Regions from separate parts of the Mus musculus genome. Here region 1 is linked to region 2. A link is a contact called in public HiChIP or PLAC-seq data. All regions are on one chromosome and are shown on one strand. Each heading gives the region's core, a stretch centred on a gene start, on an enhancer-like site or on the middle of the called end of the contact. The rest is flanking DNA. Distances are from core to core; before and after follow the strand shown.

Region 1 (2,700 bases), core at 25-2,524, 340 kb after region 2:
GATAGGGTTTCTCAGTGTAGCCCTGGCTGTCCTGGACCTAACTTTGTAGACCAGGCTGGCCTCGAACTCAAGGATCCGCCTGCCTCTGCCTCCCAAACCCAGGGATTAAAGGCGTGCGTCACCGCTGCTAACACTACCACCTGGCAGCCCTTATTGCCAGAACCAGCAGCCTAAAGTTGAATCTCAGATTATCACCTCTGGCTGTGTCTTCGGTGTTGTCATTGAGCACTCTGCCCCAGGGCAGGGCCTCCATGTGTAAAATGGCAGTGACCTCTCCGGTTTGCCTGTGGGACATTAGCATGCATTAGGTGTTTGCCGCTCCTGGCCTAGTGTCAGAGCTTAGCACATTTCCCTTTCCTGTCCTCTGCGAAGGGAGAGGAAGTGGAGGCAATGATTTGACCTCCACTCCTGGCTCTGCTCTGATCTTTCCTCAGCTCCTCACATCTGTGGGCCTGATGGAAAATCCAGTTGCCTTTTCAGAGGGGAATTGGCTACACAGTAAGGATCCAACACAAGTAGTTTCTGCTTGCATTTTTTGGTAGAGTGGTTTTGTTTTTTGTTTGTTTGTTTTTCGAGACAGGGTTTCTCTGTATAGCCCTGGCTGTCCTGGAACTTTCTCTGTAGACCAGGCTGGCCTCGAACTCAGAAATCCACCTGCCTCTGCCTCCTGAGTGCTGGGATTAAAGGCGTGTGCCACCACTGCCTAGCTTGTTTTTGTTTTTGACAGCTTCACTACATATCCCTACTGGCCTGCCACTTGCTATGTAGCCCAAGAGTGCCTGGAACTCAAAGAGATCCACCTGGCCTCTGCCCTGGAATAGAGGTGTGCACCTCCCCCTGCTCCCCTTGCCCCCCTTCTGAGAGAGAGAAGTGTTTTTGCTCTGTAGCACAGGCTAGCCTAGAACTTCTCAATCCTGCCCATGAGCACAGGCTAGCCTAGAACTTCTCAATCCTGCCCATGAGCACAGGCTAGCCTAGAACTTCTCAATCCTGCCCATGTCTCACTGGTCATACTGTGTGCTGCCAAGCTACTGGCTGCTTCTGCTGGATTCCAAGAGATGATGGGTCTGCTGTGGTGTGTGGCTGCTCTCAGCAGGGGTAAACGAGAGAGGGTAATCAAACCTACTCAGCTAAGGTAGATCTTCACGGATACTGGCTGTCTGGGCATCACGCCCAGTGCTGCTGTGGGAATTTCCAGAAAGGGAGGCCCTGGCAGCCCCAAGCAGGGACAGAGTCATCTGGCCAAAGTTCAGGCCCTGTTGTGGCCAAACTGATAAGAGGCTTGAGTGACCTGGCAGGTCCTGTCACAGCTGGTGAGCCATCCAAATGCAAGCACTCTTGTGTGGGGGAAGGGACAGTCTGATTGGGGGCCTCCAGGCTGCACCCCCTCCCCACACACTTCTTTAGCAAAATCGAATAATAAGATAAAAAGTTCTCAAAGAAATGTCTCCACCACTATTCTCCAGTTAAATCCAAAAACTGCTTAGATATAGGGTCATAGACTCCAGATCCAGTGGGCTTTTAGAGGCTAGCTAGCCTGTTCTCCTTCCCTACACACCAACCTCAAGAGGAGCACTGGCTTGCCTTGGAACCTGTGGCCACTCTGTGTGGCACCCAGGCTTCCCTGCCCCCGCCCACCCCACCTTCTCTGCCTCCTGTTAGTTTGAAATGGATTATCCTTTCCTAGTGAGGAGGAAGGAAAGCCTGGGAAGCAGTTGATGGCATTGCAGCATTGCCATGGTAACTGTTCCCTGGATTAAGGGCCTGACCCTTGCCAAGCCAGGAGACTGGAGGGAGCGGGGCTTGGCATTGGATCAGCACAGTCACCCTCATGTGGTGTGCAGCACAGGACTTCCGCCTCAGCACAGTTGAAACCATTGCTTTCCCATTTAACAGATGTGGAACCTGAGGCTTCAGAGGTTAAGTCCCTGGCCCAAGATAACACAGAAGGTTGGAGATTAGGCCTATCAGTCCAAGCTCCTTCTGGTCCTAGGCCCATATTTGGTGATGGGAAAATCTCCTGTCTTTTGACATGAGAGAGAGGGGGGAGGAGAGAGGAAGGGAGAGAGGGGGAGAGAAAGAGACTCAGACTCTGATCACACTGCCTCAAACTCATGCTCTTCCTGTCATTAGTCATAAGAGTATAGGCATCTGTCACCGTGTTCAGACTGTGTATGTGTGTATGTGTGTATGTGTGTATGTGTGTATGTGTGTGTGCTCACGTGTACGCGCGCATATTTTGAAACAGTCTCATGTTGTAGCCCAGGCTGGCTTCAAATATATATGTATATACATCATCTCACAGATTGTCCTCTGCCTCCCTAGTGTTGGCATTCTAGGTGTGCATTACCATCCTGGGTTTCTTGTGGCCTTGCTTTTTGTTGTTGCTGTTTTTTGTTTGGTTTGGGGTTTTTTGTTTTGTTTTGTTTTTTATTTTTGTTTCTTTGAGACAGAGTTTCTCTGTATAGATAGCCCTGGCTATCCTGAAACTCACTCTGTAGACCAGGCTGGCCTCAAACTCAGAAATCCGCCTGCCTCTGCTTCCCAAGTGCTGAGATGAAAGGCATACACTACCACTGCCTGGCTTTGTTTTTTGATTTTCGAGACAGGGTTTTTCTTTTGTATTAACTAGGCTGGCCTCAAAGTCACTAAGATCAGTCTGCCTTTGCCACCAAAACTCTGAGGTTAACAGCATTCACC
Region 2 (2,700 bases), core at 27-2,526:
GGCCTGCCTGGCTCACAGCAGTGACAGGCTGCCATCAACACCAACACGAGGAACAAGATTGGAAGAAGAGTCAGGGAGGAGATGCAGGGATAGGGCCATGTGGCTGGAGACGGATGCACAGGCTCCTCAGTAGGGCTGTTGTAGGGGAGGTGGCCTGCAGAACTGGGCACACAGTGTGACTTGGGTGTCAGAGGTCTGTCTGTTCCCCAACAGCCACAGGCCAGGTCAGGAAGCAAGGACCAAGGCCACACCCTCCATGATGCTCTGGTGCCAGCCACTGCTCACCTCCCTTCTGACTCCTAATGAGCCCTGCAAGATTCTTGCTTTTGTCTAGGAAGGATGAAGAAACCATAGTGACCAGCAGAGGGCGATAGAGGCCTCTATCTTCTGAAGCCCACTCAAAAGGCTTCTTCCTGGGCGCTGTTTCTCAACTTGTAGGTTGCCATTCACAGGGATTGCCTAAAACCATCAGAAAACACAGATATTTATGTTACAGCTCACAGCAATAAGGACATTACAGTTATGAAGTAGAACAAACTGTTATGGTCGGGGTCACCTCAGTGTGAGGGACTGTATTAATGGTCACAGCGCTGTGAAGCTTCAGGCTTAGAGGCTCAAGGGTGGGTTTTGTGAATCCCACTTACCTCTGTGACAGCCACACAGCGTGGACCCAGAGTGCCCTACACTGTAGCGAAGAAAAGCTGAGTCTTGTCACCACTTACAGAGGAGGGAAAATAGTGCTGAGGGAGGGGATCACCTGTGCAAGACCACACACCAAGAAATGGCATCTGCAGGAGTTTAGCCAGGTCTGTACACCCAGGGCTGACTTCCCAGCGGGCATCTGCCGGGCCAGGGGATGGAGGCTGTAGTAGGCTTGGGTCATGCTGACTCCGTGGCCTGATCATCCATTCTTTTCACCCCATGTCCGGGATCTGGCTGTATCACGGCCTGCTCTCTACCAGCATGGGGCGGGCCACTTGGATGCTAAGCCTGCTGGCCACACAGGCATCCCTGTGTGACCTGGGAGGGGTTTGGTCTCAAGCACCAGGATCCCTAGAGGTGTCCATGAGGTGAACCGTGGTTGAGAGGGAGGGAGGGAGGGCTTCTGGCTGTATGATTTTTGGAGAAGTTGCTGGAAGCATAAGGCCTGTGGTCAACACAGGAGTTTCTGGAACAGCAGCCTTTGGGAAGAAAGCAGGCCAGTAGCAAGTGGGCTTTCCTAGAGGCAGTGTCTGCCACTCAGTAGGGCAGGGGGCACGTCCGTCTAGATGCATAGCCTAGCGCGTGGGTGGTGAACACGGTGTTTGCTAAGCGGCTGAGTCAGCGGATGAGTGACCTGCTGAGGCCAGGCAGACTGGGCTTTCCTGCAGGGATTCAATTCTGACAAACAGCTGAGCTGGGAAATTTCCATTCTCAGCCTTCCAGGCCTGGGGACATCTTTAACTCTGAGCAGGCTCCTTGGGCCAGACCACCTAAGAGTCTGGAGATCTCTACAGGAGCAGCAGAGGCCAGGCAGAGGTGGCTTGTATAGACTGAAGTCAGTCCTGGTCAGACAGTGACCATTGGAATTAGCAGATAACATTAACTCCTGGGATTTTGGCCCAAATGGCTTCCCACAGAAGATCCTGTCACACAAGGAAGCATGCTGTCCCCAGGCTTCCAGGCCAGACTTCATGAGGTAGAGGGTGGGCAGTGTGAATGGGGCTGCTTCAGAGGAAAGAGGGGGAGACTCTGCTGCTTAGTGGAAGTCACCCCGCAGCCCTGCTGTGCTCCTCAGGTCAGCTAGCACCCAGAGCCCAGAGTGGAGGATTTAGTCATTTATTCGGCGCATGTGGGGCCCTGATACTTCTCAGCCTTGGCACTTTTTCTTTCCCATGTTAGGGATGGTGCCCAGGGCATTGGGTGTGCTATCCCAGTGTTCTTGCACCGAGACACAGTCCTGACAGCGCTCTTTGGTGTGTTGGAGGGTACTTGACACCGTTGCTGTCCTCTGGCCCTTGATACCAGACTGTCTCCTCAACTGTGACATTAGGAAATAGGTCTGTGCCAGGCAGGGAGAGCGAGTTCAAGGCCAGCCAGATGTCACTGAGTTTGAGGAGAGCCCCAGTGGTAGACTGAGACCCATGGCCGTTTTCTCCCCTTTCTCCACATTTTTTGGCCCTTTGTAGGGACACATTGTACGTTATAAGTTCCTCAGACTTTGAGAGTATGTTTGATGCAAGGAAGGACCACGCCCAGGCCTGGACGCATTGTGGGCGGAGCATGAGCACATGCTTTAGCAAATTTAGTTGTCTTTAGTTGGGTTTTTTATTCTCCTTTATATATATGGTATGTTTATTATTTATTTTGAAGGTCCCACTATTAAACCCTAGCCTAGAATTTTCTATGTAGACCAAGCTGACCCAAACTCATAGAGGCCTGCCTGCCTCTCCCTCTGAAGTTCTGTGTTAAGGCATGTGCTGCCGTGCCTGGCTGGTATCTATACTTTATATGTATAGTTATTTCCCACATTCCTTCTATCTGTCTTTTAAATTTTTTGAGCTAATATACAAAATCATGGATTTCATTATGGCATTTTCATAGGGTCACTGTTTAGCCAGCTTCCCCACTGTCCCTCTGTCCCCTTTGCACCCCCTTTATTTATTAGCAGTAGTGCATAGTCTGGGGGTACACATTTCAGGGGTGCTGGAGATCAGAGGA

Evidence for each region. HiChIP or PLAC-seq counts read pairs in DNA pulled down with a chosen protein or histone mark.
Region 1: a FOXA1 HiChIP or PLAC-seq map of pancreatic cancer cells shows a contact between it and region 2. The contact joins two enhancer-like sites. A contact is called at or near these places in 1 of 115 datasets of contacts at active chromatin or transcription factors (pancreatic cancer cells) and 1 of 9 other capture datasets (adipose tissue).

What each region holds. Positions count from the first base shown.
Region 1 is chr11:97,819,802-97,822,501 of GRCm38.p6, forward strand. The region is part of intron 3 of Lasp1 (LIM and SH3 protein 1); the gene reads left to right. Among named protein-coding and RNA genes, the nearest start is that of B230217C12Rik, 20 kb to the right of the region's middle. Within about 2 kb of position 1,275, at least 132 of the 459 cell types and tissues checked have an H3K27ac peak or open chromatin away from gene starts, as enhancers often do. A contact at or near this core is called in pancreatic cancer cells, where this site is marked.
Region 2 is chr11:97,476,290-97,478,989 of GRCm38.p6, forward strand. All of the region lies in intron 15 of Arhgap23 (Rho GTPase activating protein 23), which reads left to right. Among named protein-coding and RNA genes, the nearest start is that of 4933428G20Rik, 23 kb to the right of the region's middle. Within about 2 kb of position 1,277, at least 41 of the 459 cell types and tissues checked have an H3K27ac peak or open chromatin away from gene starts, as enhancers often do. A contact at or near this core is called in pancreatic cancer cells, where this site is marked.